Regions from separate parts of the Zea mays genome. Here region 2 is linked to region 1. A link is a contact called in public Hi-C data. All regions are on one chromosome and are shown on one strand. Each heading gives the region's core, a stretch centred on a gene start, on an enhancer-like site or on the middle of the called end of the contact. The rest is flanking DNA. Distances are from core to core; before and after follow the strand shown. Region 1 holds the start of LOC100382177. Region 2 holds the start of LOC103643660 (factor of DNA methylation 1).

Region 1 (7,669 bases), core at 2,838-5,337:
TTTTTACTATAGGGAAGCGAAACGAAGAGCGTGTTATAAGTTGTAGAGTTTATAAACTAGTGATATATAAAATTAATTTTTATCTCTCATCCTACAAACTTGAGATATGTTTATATCTAAACTTTTAAAAAGTAATGGAATGTTAAATTAGAAACTAAATAAAAATAAATTTCAATTCTTTTAAATTGAAGGGATTCAAACGCGGTACGGGGAAATCAATAGTAGCATACAACGCGATGGGATATAACCAATCTCACTTCATTCATGTACTCTCACTAGAATAATAATCGTTTAATCATACAAAAACAGATAGCTACACTTAATGCAGAGTGACGAAACAATATAACAGAAGCATAGCTCATACACACTAAGCATATATATTTGTTGTCAGAAATTGATACAACAGCCACTAAACAGACCAATAATCTCTCGTTCACATCACAAGTCACCTGATTAATTTGGCATAAAATTCCCGTAAGGTTTGGCCTTGACCCACAACGCGGACTTCCTCCTCAGCGTTATCCCAAAGGCCTCTGCCATATCGAGCTCCTCCAACCTAGCGCCACCGGGCAGATCCCAGTCAAAATGGTAGAGAAGGCTCGCGAGCGCCAGCTCCAGGTTGGCCAGCCCGAGCGTGATGCCGGGGCAGATCCTCCTGCCTGCCCCGAACGGTATGAACTCCATGTCGTTGCCCCTGAAATCGACGCCGCTGCCCTGGAACCTCTCCGGCCTGAACTCCTCGCCGTCGCGCCACAGCCTCCCGTCCCTGGCGATCGCCCAGGCGTTCACGAACACCTTGGTCCCCTTGGGCACGTCGTAGCCCAGCACCCGGCACGGCTCGCGGCATTCCCGGGGCAGCAGGAGTGGCACCGGAGCGTGCAGCCGTAGAGCCTCCTTGACCACCAGCCGTAGGTATTCCAGCTTGCCCAGATCGCCTTCGGTTACCTTGTCTTGTCCCTTGAAGGCCTCCCTCACCTCGGACTGGGCCTTGCGCATCACCCGCGGATGCTTCACTAGCTCCGACATCGTCCAGATTAGAACGGTTGACGACGTCTCACTCCCAGCTGAGAAAATATCCTGCAGTACAGTATAGGCTTAGAAATTACAAATCGGAAAACAAAAAAAAACTAAAAGATTTAAACAGCAATTTAGTAGGCTGTATTCAACATCGATAAACTATTGAACCTATTCTATTTTCTACAAAATATACATGTATATCATTTCAAAAAACATATAAGTGACCCCCTAAATGCGTGTATAATATAAACTACCCACCTATGCACTCCTAGATTACCTCAAACTTTATCGTTGACATAATTTTGAGTGTTCTGGTGCAAGCTTAGACTATAACTTAGTAAATACTTCAAATAATAAGTCATTTTTTGTTTTTATTGGTATAATATTTTCGCTATGCACATAGATATTGACTATATCTAGATACATAAAAATCATGTACTTAGGAAAAAACAGAAGGACTTGTAACATGAAAAGAAGGAAGTAAGAATGTATTTTATGACCTAATTTTTTTTTATAAAATACAAGAGCTCTATCTAAAAGATAAGCACGTGATAGACTTAACCTCATAGAGGACGAAAAATTTATAGCAACGAACTAACAAAATTAAAACTTATAAAAGTCAAGATCTAGATCTAAGATGTCTCATCAAACGCTTTGCAATAAGATAGACCATGACTTAAGCTATATATAGTTGCCGGCGCCTAGGAGGCCATACCCCGAATGCTGCTAAAATGCGCTCAAGGGTCACACCTTAAGAGACTGGATTTAAGGCGCACCGTGGCAGGACCACTCCTCTCAAAGCCCCAAGTTCTAGGAATCATCCTTGCTCATCGACCAAGGACATGTCTCAAGTCTAGTGGGTTGTCTTTACTATTGTTTCTAAATTTAGAATATTTACGATAGTCTTTACTATGGTTTCTAAATTTAGAATATTTACGATATCTATTTTTTGTTGAATATAAATGATTGTGAGCTCTAGTGGTTAGAACCCGAGCGTGGAGGGGGTCGATGGTTTGAACCCCAACACCACATTTATTTTTGCATTTTTATTTTCCTTTTTGCGCTCACTGGAAAGACAACGCACAAAGGAAGAAACTCTCACTTAGGGTATGTTTGATTCATTGTGTCGGTTGTAACCGTTTTCCATGCCTAAGGTTAGAAAAGTGACTAGATATGGCAACGGGGCTCGATCCTCGATTCCCTACAGGGAATTCTTTCACTAGGGAATGTGGATGGCGAAGTTTCTTCCCCCACAGGGTTGTAATCGGGGGAAAATTCTCCCCCGATGGGTAAATGGGACAGGGAAGTATTCTCCAACCCTGTTCCCCATGAGGATCCGTTAAACTTGCACATGACGAGGTTTTTGTGTAATAGTTAATGATATCAGATTTTTACGCAGTGTACCGAATTGCATAAATATCTACACAGTGTAGAATATTAGTATAAGTATATATCATAAACTGGTCCTGACGAGTCTAGTTGCATAGCTGTTGCAACGATCCTATATTTATGGAGAAAATAAAACATTTAAAAATAGAAATTATCATACATTTTTTCCTAAATTTACGCGCATGCAGGGAAACATGTTTTACTCATGCATGCTTTCCTAAATTTTATGTACACAGACATATAGTGGGGGCGCACCCGATAGCCTGACTTGGGGTGTGGGTGGACACGTCGGCTTGATCCAGTCAGGTCGCAGGAGTGATCGATCAGGGCTTTCTCTAACTATTGGTAGCTCAATGCTTCTAATATACCAACTATATATGTATATATATCTTCGTGATCGTACAGTATAAACGTAATTAAAGTATCCATATTGCGATGTTGGACCGGGAGTTTGACTAACGCGCAAGGGAGAGGTTTGACCTGTTGCACGCGCCAGTATGGTCCAACCAGATCACAAGGGTGGTCGGTCAGAACTTTCAGTACAATTTAGAAGTCGGGAGCTTCATATATATATATATATATTCACGATCGTACCGTATAAACATAAATAAAGTATCCATATTGCGGTCGGAAATAAATCAAAATATTTTATAGGAAAAGGATAGTTATTTTTATTTTTTCATTGTTGTATATAGGTGTTAAACATGAGTTACTAATGTTTACTGTTTTAATTTTTTTTGTTTGCATGTGTGATGCTAATTAAATTAGAACAGGTTAGTTTAAAGAAGGAAACATAATATGCCTTGAGTTTTTGAATAAGTGTCGTGTGTTTAACGTAATTAAAGTAAGCCAATCTTACGAAAATGACGGCGCTGACTATCTCGTTGGTGAGAGCAAACTGCAGGCCACCTTCTTTCTGCAGCCTCAAGAGGACAGCGAGAAGGTCCTCCTCGTCACGCTCCGGCGTCGGCATGGCTTCACGCTCCTCGATGATGCTCTGGATGATGCGGTACATGTTCCTCTGGCACCTCCTGGCGTCCCTCGCGGCGGCGCTGAACCGGCGCACCAGCCGCGAGGACGGGTACAGGTCCGCCAGGTTGAACCCGCCGGCCAGCCGCACCACTTCGTCCAGCTCGCGCATGTACTCGTCCCGGTACTTACACCGGTTGCCGACGACCGTGCGCGCGGCGATGTCGTTGATCATGCGGCAGATCCCCTCGCTGAGGTTGACGGGCCGGCCGTCGGCGGACTCCCCGGAGACGGAGCGCAGGAGGTGCGCCACCTCCTGCTCCCGGATGCCCCGGAACGTGAGCACGCGGCGCTGGCTGAAGAGCTCGAGCATGCACAGCTTGCGGAGCTCGCGCCAGTGGGCGTTGTAGGGGGAGAAGATGAGGTCCTTGCCCCCACAGCTGATGGTGTCGAAGGTGACGGTCAGGCTGCGGTCGCAGAAGGCGAGGTCGTGCGTCCTCATCACCTCCCTGGCGGCCTCGGCGGAGGAGACCACCAGCGTGGGCACGGCGCCGAAGCGGAGCATCATGAGCGGCCCGTAGGTTCCGGACATCTCGCGCAGCGCCCGGTGGGGCAGGTCGCTGAAGCGCGACAGCAGGAGGTGGTGCAGGCTGCCGATGAGCGGCAGCTGCCATGGCCCTGATGGCAGGCGAAGCGCTGCCGCTGATGATGGCTTCGTGTAGCCCCTGATGAGCCTGCTGCAGAGGAGGAGGAGAATAACGAAGGCTACCACAATCAACGGGATCTTGATGTCCATTTTCTTTTCTTTTTTTGTTGCTAGGGATGGGACAAGTTTGCAGCGTGTCGTCGACGAAGCGGGAGACGACACACATATATACACACCGGCGCCATCGGATGCAAAATAAGAACAATAATGTCCTTGTACTTATTGTACTATTGATGAGTACTATTCTACTACACCACCGGTAAGATACTAAAATCCTTTGACCTAGTGTCTCAAGGAGGGTATTTATTTTTGCGCATGCCTCGCGCGAGCCTCCAAGATAACAATTCAGTATTTGTTTGTATGTATACGGATGACGAGACCGCTATACTATTATATATCACGTACTAACGTTACGAATCTAGCGAGAAGAGAGAAGGGAAGGGATTGATGGTATCGAGATCGTAGGAAAGAGTAAGAGTTGAGAGATAATTCAAATAATATTATTTATTAAATTTAAGTAAGAAAGGAAGATGAGATTATACAACGATCTAAACCATTAATTATTATTGTGTTACAGCTGGGTACAATTTATTTGGTAAATTTATTGGAAGTTATGAGTGCGAAGTAATTTGGTTGAGTGAGTTTTTATAAAGTTTGAACTAGGGTAAGATATAGATATAGCCCAATGAAATAGACAAAGCCGTGGTAAAGTTTGAATCAGTATCCTATTTTTAAAAATAGGACTCTAATTATAAAAAATAGCTCTAACCGTGCTCTATTTTATAGGTTTTTGTCAGAAAAATATAGGAATAAGTTTACATAACCCATGATATTTAGTGTGGTCTACTTTACCCCATCTTCAAAATCAATTGTTTAATCCTCTCAGCTTTGCAAAACCAGATAAATAACCATTGTACAGTTTTAGTTGTTGGTTTTAATGACATGACATTCACTTAAGTGACAACAGTTTTGTCTTTTTTAATTCTTTCATCTAATAATATTCAAAATTTAAATAATTTTACACAAAAACAAGTAATTAGATATTATATATGCCCTATTTTTTCTAAAATTTTATAAGTAACAACTTAATTGATAAAAAGAAAAAATTATATAAAAAGAACTTAATATTTTTTTTCTTCGATTCATTTTTTATCTTCTGAGACTAAAATTTTTACTAAAGCTAAATAACACTATTAAAACAACTGGAATTTTTGTTGATTTTATTAATCAAGTTAAGTAGTCTTTCTTATAATACTAACTAAATTAATTTTCCATTTGTCTTTTTAGAAACACTTAGCAAACAGTAATAAAATGATATCCAATTTTTACAAAGACCTTTTCTTAACTAAACTAATATATACAAATATTTCTAGAATTTTCAGAGAATATTAAATTTAAACCTATATAAAGTTCTCGAAAAAATATAGAAATATTTTATATGTTATTTTAGGTGAGAGAAAGTTTATGTAACAATTGGATATTATTTTATTATTGTTTGTTAAGTGTTTATAAAAAATAAATGTAAAATTGATTTAGTTAGTAGTTAGAAGAAAGAATACTTAACTTGTTTAATAAAATCAACAAACAATTAGCAGTTTAGTTATAGTACTATTTATCTTTAGTAAAAAAATAGCCTCACAAGATAAGAAATAAATCAGAGAAAAAATATTAAGTTTCTTATTTAGTTTTTAATTTTTAGTAATTAATCTGTTACTCCTAAAATTTCAGAAAAACATGGGCAGACATAATATCTAATTACTGTTTTTAAAATTATATCAGTTTTGGATACTATTAAATGATATAATTGAAAAAGGCAAAACTATTGTCACTTAAATCAGTGGCAAGTTATCAAAACCACCAACTAAAAATGTCTAGTGGCAATTTGTCTTGTTTGTAAAGCTGACAGGGTTAAACAATCAGTTTTGAATATTATGATGTAAAGTAGACCACACACTAAAGATAAGAGGTTTATGTAAATTTATTCCAAAAAAATATAGGGCACACCATAAAGTGACTCAAATATACTATACCTCATGTTAGTGTCATATCATTCTTTTTTCATCATTCTCGATATTTTTTCCGAACAGTATAGTTTACTTCCCAAAATACATGATTTAGGGCATAACTGTTGACAGTTTGTTTTAGTGCCCTAAATATGTTAAGTGTTGTAGAATTTTAATTTTTGGGACACTATTTTAAAATATTTTGTTGGAGATGCTCTAATTTTTTTTCATGTGTAACACCAAAAGCATATTAAGGCCTTGTTCGTTTTTTCGAGGAATCTATCTAGATATTATTCTAGCTGATCAAATCTCATATAAATTAGATAAATAATCCGGTTATAAATGGTACTAGTCAATGGTTCTCTAAGAACCGAACGGTCTTAAAGTGGTTTTCTTAATAGATTTTTTTAACCGTGCCATTTTTTGACATTGAACATATCTTTTGCCATAACATTTTTGTACATCAATTTTTTTGTACCATTTGCACGTGCAGTATAGAACTCCACGTACAGAACATGCTCACACACAATTAGGGATGATCACGATTTTTGTAAGTAATTAATTAAGTTTAGTTAAAAAATTTAAAAATGAATAGAAATAAATCTCAATCCTTAACCTGCAATAAGGTTTAACAATTCCTAAGTATTTCATTGTATATAATACTTCCTCTCTCTTAAAATAGTATTTGTTTTATCTCTTTATTTTTATATTTATATCCAACTAGATGATGATGAATCTAAACACATATATAAACCACATACATTAAGTGTCATATAAATTTATTAATTATTTAAAATGATTTTTAATTTTGGGATGGAGGAAGTAAGACATCCAACCATATATATTTAATGCTACGTGGCAAGACTTATTCAACCATATAATGACTAACATATAATTAACATTCCAAGGTTACGAAGGATAAATAAAATTAAAGGTAAGCTGGCAACAATAATTGGATCAAGATATGTAGAAATAGCTATGTGCAATAGATCTTTACTTTTAAGTTGTATAAGTCAATATTACTCTGTTCCGTAAGGATTCATTTTGCAAACTAATCTAAAGCACACACTTGATTAACCATTTGCAGTTAGTCAAATAAGAGGTGCAGCGATTCGATTACATCCAGGTGTGTGTGAACCTAACCACATGCATGTTATATGCAATCAAAAGATGCATATGTCAAACTTTCTGGTGCCTATCTGTATGATTGGTTGGTTGGGCCTCCATGCATAGACCCCGTGCATGCGTTGACCGCACTTGGGCCTGTGCTTGGTTGGCTGCACGTGAGCGACCGAGCCTGCGCGCACCTGTGCGCGGCCATGGCTTTTTACCTCGCTGGCTTGCATGCGTGGGGAACTAAGAATTCTCCATCGCAACCGATGCAGGCCTGCCTCAATCAGGCGCTTAGGATGCTAGCAACCAAACAGGTACTATGTGAATTTTTAAAGGTCAAACCTAGCTTCGTACCTTGGTGCTCAAGCCAACATCTCATGCCTAACACCAGTCTCAACCATGTACGTCATCTAGTTTCTATAGCATTAATTTAGCTACCACATAAGTAATTTAGTAACATGGCAATAAAATT
Region 2 (7,669 bases), core at 3,183-5,682, 190 kb after region 1:
CTGATGTGCGGCTAATGCTAAGGTATTAAGAGGTTAAGAGAAATGGGAAGATCAGTAAACCAGTAATCTACTAATCTCCTTTTCATAAACTTGGGAAATAAAGCTATGTATTTAACTAAAATGATACTATTAAACCATAGGTCATAGGTCTAATCCAAGTGTCACTACAGTTTTTACATAAGTTAGTTCACTGGAGAACAGACTTATCCGCCTTCAGTAATGCATTTGTTGTGTTCTTCCCACTACTACTGGTACTGAGCTTTTTGCTCACTTGACAACGGCTGATGGAGTGGGCGTTGGCCGCAGGTGGCAAGCAATCGTTGCCTACATCAACGTCGGATGCTACTACTTCATTGGCATACCCCTCGGCATTGCTCTGGTAGTACGAGCGACCGTGCTAACTGGTAGATGGGTGATTCAGCCCTAGCCAAATTCTTTGTGTGTGTATCAGCTGCTGAGGAGAGGAGGTGATTCCAAGAATGAGTGCACTACTGCTATTGGCTTCAAGTGGATGCTTAATCAGGCGATGACTAAAACATGCAGTATAAACAATTTAATTGGATATCATTTTTCTTTTTATTTTTTCACTCAGTTCCAGTTCATTCACAACTAGGTGCAATGCACGAGCACTGACCTATCTTATATAATACACTACTAGGTGAGTGTCCGTACATCACAGACCCGAATTTCTCTTCGATGTCATCCCGGACAGCTCGCGAATGTCATCCTTTATCTCATAACTGCATAACACATTTGTATATATAAGTTATCGAGATATTATAGGACTCTGTTGCAACGCACGGGCACTGACCTAGTAGTTCATTAAGGTAGAAATGACCTTTTTTTTTTTGCTAATTTTGCCGAAAAAGGCCCATCGATTGAACGTTATGGCTAAAGCTCACAATGGAATTTTGGGCTCAAAAGCAGCTACTTCGCAGCTTATCCGAGCCCAGTCAGTCGGCCCACGCATGAGCTACTATAAATGGCCAAACCCTAGCGGAGCCACAAAACACTCTCCTCCTTCCTCCACCGCCGCCAACGTCGCCTGGCGGCCGTCTGCAGCTCCGCGCCTCTGCTCGGAAGGTGTTGCAACCGTCGAAACCTTCTTTCCCTTTGTTTCTGCCTTAGACTAGCTGTTGCGCTCGCCTTATCTCGTACGGTTATCGCTAGAACCGTCCCTAATTCCATTTTCGTGATCTGGTTTCGGTCATTTGATGGTTTTATTTGTTGCACCTGTAGTTGTTTAGGTCTAGTCACTGTTGGCCAGCTAGATAAACATCGGCACATGTACCGTGTCGATATAGCTGTTGCAATGGTTGCCTTACTTTTCGTTGTGCTATATGGATCAGGGAACCCGCTTTGCAGCAGAGATTTGTTCTGTGTTTCTGCTGCCAGTAGTCACCAGACAGCTAAATCTAATTTTGAATTATATTGGTCATTTAGATGTTTGTGTCACCCTTTCGAATTGAATGCCCATTCACTTGGTTGCTATGTGTTTTGGCGTTGCATAGTTGCCAATTTCATTAATGTGCGAGATGCACGAGGATTGAACTGTTGCAGCAGGAATTTACTCTTGGTTGTGTTTCTGCTGCCTGTAAAATCCTGGTATTTGTGTGGCTGTAAACTAACCTGGTTTCTGCTGCCTGTCTAATCCTGTTATTCGTGTGGCTGCAAACTTAACTTGTTGCTTAATACATTGTTACTGACCTCTCAGGTTTTGTACTTAGTTGCATCATCAACCATACAAATCATCAATTCTGATTTTCTTTCTTTGTTTGATGTAAAATATGTAGTTGGTGAAGGTTTCTTGAAGCTGAGAAGATGGTGCTGAAGTAAGTTTCTGCATCTTTTATTGCAATTGAAATATTATTAGATCTGGTTAGTCAATGCCTTTCCTTTTCTGCATGATTAGGATATTTTATGTGACTGATTAATGACTATTCTAAGAAATGTTATTAGCAAGAGTTACTGATCTCAAAATTGTTCTAAGTATGATCATATCCTTGCAGGACAGAACTCTGCCGCTTCAGCGGCCAGAAGATTTATCCTGGGAAAGGCATCCGATTTATCCGTGCTGATTCTCAGGTTACTAGCTATCATATTTTTGTAAGAGATGTCTAAGATTATAAAATCTTCTTATGGAAAGAAACTACATATGTTTTATAGGTTTTCCTTTTTGCCAACTCAAAATGCAAGCGCTACTTCCACAACCGCCTGAAGCCTGCAAAGCTTACCTGGACAGCAATGTACAGGAAGCAGCACAAGAAGGTATGTGATATTTCCCAGTCAACTTTAAGAATGTCATCCATTCACTTCTCTTGTGATTCCATGCTTTTTTGGTTATATATTAGCTACAGCTTTTCTTGTATGAGCTAAATATTTCAACCATCTGGGTAGAGATGAGATGATATACTCAAAGTTTGATAGTTGTTGAATTTAATGTTTTCTTGAATGAAATGATTTTAATGATTTTTCAAGTCATATTAAGCTAAGACCAGGATTACAGTAAACCTTCGCTTTGTATAATTTATCACCATTCTGGATTGTGATTAATATGTTAACTTCTGTATTTATATGCAGATGCAGATGTATAACATTAACTAGCTTACCTAGCAGTGTTAATGTACATTTGATGTTAGCCAATATAGTTAGCTGTCTTCTGAATCATGTGATTTTTGCATGCTTTGTTATATAATCCTTCATCATTGCCTCTGTATCCATCTATCTGATGCATGACATCTGAATAAATCTTTGCAACAACAATTACTCTCGCCACACTTATTATGGCGCTAAAAGTCTAGAACCTTTTACATGTATTAGCCATTTCTGTCTGTAGGATATCCATGCTGAGGCTGTCAAGAAGAGGCGCCGCGCCACCAAGAAGCCATACTCGAGGTCCATTGTGGGTGCTTCCCTAGAGGTGATCCAGAAGAAGAGGGCTGAGAAGCCCGAGGTCCGCGATGCTGCTAGAGAAGCTGCTCTTCGGTATGCTTGTCGATTTTATAATAAAATAAAGCCATCATTTGTGCCTATGACAGTGGTAACTGTCTGTTGGCCTAACCAACAAAATCTCTGAGTGACATTTAACAGAAACACAATAGATACAGATGCTTGATATCAGGCTCATTTGAACACCCACTGACACCTTTGCAGTGAGATCAAGGAGCGCATCAAGAAGACCAAGGATGAGAAGAAGGCGAAAAAGGCTGAGGTGACCAAGTCCCAGAAGGCACAGACGAAGGGAGCGGTCCAGAAGGGTTCCAAGGGCCCCAAGTTGGGTGGTGGCGGTGGCAAGCGCTGAAAGAACCTAAGTGTCGTTCCTTGACCTTGCAATTGCTCCTCCATAGCCCACCTTGTTGCACCAACGCCACTTTTGTAGTACCTCGGTTAATTTTGCATTTTCTTTCAGAGTTGTTTGTGGGTTTTGAGTTCCATCTCAAGAGAGTTGAGTTTATTTATCTTTATATTGGGTGAAATGTTCATATGCTTTCCTCAGCTTGGATGATGGTTTGCTTTGTTTCTCAGCTGTGTTTGGTTAGACAAGGCTGATATGCCCGCGCCATCCTGGCTCGGTGCTGGTGCCTCAGTGAAACCGAATGATCTGCTATAGGATGTTTGGTTGGGGGCTCTGGACCTGGCTCGTCTCCATGCCGGCAGAAACGGTCTATTCTGCCGTGGGGTATGCTCGTCTCCATGCCCGGTATAGACACTGCTGCATCTAGATCGAAGATGGTCCCTCCGCTTAGGCTATGATGCATTGAGTTTGAAACGAGAGATAAGAGTAATAAGCTGTTTGGAATGTCAGGTTTTAGAACGAAAACCATTGAAATAAAGGTCCGGAGCATTCCACATCTGCTATTGGAAAAACTGCCGTTTGGATAGCTGGTAACATAAAGTGAGGACTCAGCGACTGCACAAGAGCTTAGCGACTATTTTAGAGATTTATAAAAAATCAGATGAAATTTTTTTCCTCCAGCAGCTCTACAGTACTCTATAGATCTTCGATATCAAAACGATGGATTTGTTCCCGAATTTACTAAATTGATAGAGCGCCCCTTTATCAAATCCAAATTCAGTAGCGTTGGTAGAAATTCAGTAGCGGTGTTGAGCAATTTCTCCCAAGGCTACTGAATTTCTCAATCCAGCGTCATGTGGGCCACCGAACATAGAGTTAAATATGTAGTAGGAAAGTGCTGCAGCGGTGTAATTCCCCAAGCACTGTAAATTAAAGGAGGCCACCAACAACGCCATTCCAAGAGTGCGTACTGCAAACGAGAGAGGGCCAACTGTAGACAAATGCGACACTAGGAGTTAGTTGAGTAGGAAATAAAAAAGAATCGAAAAGAAGTGATATAACATATGATAGTTGGTATAAAGTTAATATAGAGAGTAAACATGACTATAGATGATTGTGATATAGAATAGAGAATTTTAATGACAAGGCCAAAATAATTTTGTCAGGATAGAAATTTAGGTAGTGTTTGGATGTAGGGACGAGAAAGAATGAAAATAGATGAGATGTGATCATTTTAACTTGACATGTGTTTGGTTTGAAGGTCCAAAGTTAGATTCAAGCAATATTTTTAAAAAATAGTGGATGGAGCCAGCACTCAAAAAATAATGGACAATGTCAATTCAAGGTTGATCTTATCTCATCCCTGGTTCACACCGAACCAAACATGTCAGAGTAATATAAGTGCGGATAGCCAGTCTTTCTCTAGTCTCTACTACGACTACGCCAGGTGTCTAGGTCGCTGCCGCCCTACGCCTACGGCAGGTGCCAGGTGCCCAGCTCTTGTTCGGCCCGTACGCCGGCGAGGAGCACCACCAGGTACGCCCAGCCCATTGGTCTTTCCTTTTCTGCTGTTCGAAACCGAGTACTCAAACCCTAACTTACCATTGATCTAATTACAAGTGCATATATGCATGTATTATGGCTAATAACTTCGATCGTTTTGCAAAAAAAAGTATCGTCTCCTTTCCTGGTCCGGTGAGTACCCAAGTGACTCGACACCTTGAATCTGCGTTTCACTTGTTTCCAAAAGAATGATTCGGAAATGGGACTAGTGTGCATCCGGAATCGAAAATGGGATGGGACCAAGTCTCTTGTAGAAATACGGTTTATGAATAAGTCTCCAAATCACTCGTTGTACATAGATTCTGCTGTCATCCTTCAAACTGAACTGATATTTTTAGCGCTAGACAGCGCGGATTCACCATTTGATGAGTGGGAGATACGTGTAAGATTCCCCACATTCTGAGCAGTTAAGCAACTTTTTTAATCCGGTAAATGATGTGATGTCCAAATCACCAAAATCTACACCGTACAAAGAAGTAGGAAGTTGATTGGTCTAAGAAGAAAATGAAATTGCTCCCTAATGTTGCTGGATCCAGTTGCAAACTTCCTACAGTAATGTTTCATTTGATGTCCAGCTGACAGTGTTATATTTGTCAGTTACTATTGTTTAGTCAGTAGGTAATGCCGCCCGCTTTTCCATGTGTTCACCCATAGGATTTTGTCCCATTTCTCCAGTTCCAATGGAACATAGCTCTGCAGAAGATTCAGACATTAGCGATTCAGATATTGCTGAGCACAAGGAGGAGATTTGTGCCCAACTCCGAGCAGGGAAATTGAACGTGAAGCGTGGTGAGGCCTTCCGCTGCCCTTTCTGCCCTGGCAAGAAGAGGCAGGACTACAACCTAAAGGATCTACTGCAGCATGCCACAGGAATAGGGGCTGCTTCTAAGCGCAGCGCCAAGGTGAAGGCATCACACCTGGGGCTTGCTATGTTCTTGGAGAAGGATATAGCCAGCACGTTGGAGCAACCATTGCAAATTGTTCCCTACAAGCCAAAAACTCCAAAGGATGAAGAGATCTTTGTGTGGCCATGGATGGGCATTGTGGTTAATTTGCAGTGTGAGTTCAAAGGCAAAGAATGTTCCAGGGAAAGTGAAGAAAGGCTAACAGCACAGTTCTCGCGGTTCAGACCCCTCCAAGCCACAACCCTTAGGGATGGAAAGAACCAACAGTTTTGCGCTATCGTCAAGTTTGCTAAGGATTGGAGTGGATTTAAGGATGCAATGGCTTTTGAAAATCATTTTGTACTCGAGCAGTACAGTAAGCCTGATTGGAAAAAAAGAAATTGCAGAAAGGACGACCTTTATGGATGGCTTGCAAAAACAGATGATTACAACTCACCTGAGCCAATTGGGGAGTATCTAAGGAAAAATGGAAATCTTAGAAGTGTTGGTGACCTGGAACGAGAGGGTCTGAAAGAAACTGGCGAGCGTGTAGCTCATTATGCTCGCCAAATTGACGCAACAAATAAACATATGAGTGAACTGGAGCTGAAGAACAATCAGAATGCAATGAAACTTGATAGGATGTTGGAGGAGAATGATCGATTGGTTGAAGAGCACAATGAAAGTATGTACAGATATTTTGGTCTTGCACTCGTTTTTACATCATATATAGAATACTAATTACTGAATTGTATTACATGTTTTCTTTATGTGGAAATTTGGAACACAAAATCTGAATGGCTAAATATACTTGGATGCAGCATATTGTGGTCATGTGTTCTCTGAAATTGCTGAGTTTGTTTTGCTCCTTTGATCACCAGGGATACTAAATATGCAGAAAGATGCTCGTCGAAATTCTTGGAAAATAATTAATGACAATATTAGATTGCATAAAGAACTGGAAACCAAGAAAAAAGAAATTGGCAGGAGACACGAGGAACTTGAGAAGTTGGTTATGAACAGTACTAACAGAGAAAAGCTTGAAGCGGCAAAAGAAGAGGTAGGTCCTCGTTATGTTTTTCAATACTGTTGGATGTTCCTGATTTCCTGGTTTTATCACAAAGCTTTCATCTGTTTCTTATTCAATAGTATATTTGTTCATATGTATGCTATTAAATGCTCTTACAGATTGCAAAGGAGAACAGGCTTCTCGATTTAGCAACCCTAAAGAAGAAGGAAGAAGATGAGAAGTTCTTAAAACTTGTAAAGGAACAAGAGGTATTGCATTCCCACTATTTTGTGCATTTATATGGTGAAAATTCCTTCTAACTGGCAAAAAACTGCAGCAAGAGAAAGAAAATGTCAGGAAGATGCTATATGATTTAGAAATGCAGTTGGCTTCCAAACAAAAACTTGAACTGGAAAGAGAACAGTTGAGGGGGAATCTTGAGGTATGGAAGCATATGGGAAAGGAAGATGCAAAATCGAAGGAAATGCTCGATAAGTTGCATGAAGCACTGAAAGAGAAAGATGAAGAAATGGATCATATTGATTCTATAAACCAGACCCTTATTATTAAGCAACGAAGAACCAATGATGAGCTGGAAGAAGCCAAGAAAGAACTGACTACTGTATAAGCTCTATACTAGCGACTCAGCTTCTTCAGTCAATTGTTCCTTTTTTTTCTTTCTCTGAGCACAATTTACTTGCTATGTAGGACCTACTTAATATGTCATCAGCTCGATCCATTGTTGGTGTCAAAAAAATGGGTGAGCTTGACAAGAAAGCTTTCATTGTCTCTTGCAAAGAGAAAACAGCAGACGAGTTGTCATTGTCAATTCTGTGCTCGAAATGGGAAGATGAGATCAGGCAACCAGAATGGCATCCTTTCAAAGTTATAGATGTTGGTGGACAGGCAAAGGTGCTT

The links. Hi-C and Micro-C count contacts between places; a contact is called where the count stands out from the background.
Region 2: a Hi-C map of ear shows a contact between it and region 1, with 5 times the contacts expected there. The contact joins the promoter of LOC103643660 here to the promoter of LOC100382177 in region 1. A contact is called at or near these places in 2 of 25 Hi-C or Micro-C datasets (ear and tassel).

What each region holds. Positions count from the first base shown.
Region 1 is chr1:253,985,413-253,993,081 of Zm-B73-REFERENCE-NAM-5.0, forward strand. LOC100382177 reads right to left here and starts at 4,088. Exons shown (of 2, transcript NM_001174937.1): 1 at 3,266-4,088; 2 at 364-1,077. The coding sequence starts at 3,967. The coding sequence ends at 454.
Region 2 is chr1:254,171,549-254,179,217 of Zm-B73-REFERENCE-NAM-5.0, forward strand. It overlaps LOC103643660 (factor of DNA methylation 1), which reads left to right and starts at 4,433. Exons shown (of 7, transcript XM_020546804.3): 1 at 4,433-4,831; 2 at 5,534-6,427; 3 at 6,624-6,802; 4 at 6,931-7,020; 5 at 7,089-7,373; 6 at 7,460-7,663. The coding sequence starts at 4,621. It overlaps LOC100193634 (60S ribosomal protein L24-2), which reads left to right and starts at 1,007. Exons shown (of 6, transcript NM_001138733.2): 1 at 1,007-1,083; 2 at 1,794-1,832; 3 at 2,010-2,085; 4 at 2,167-2,268; 5 at 2,837-2,985; 6 at 3,154-3,523. The coding sequence starts at 1,822. The coding sequence ends at 3,301.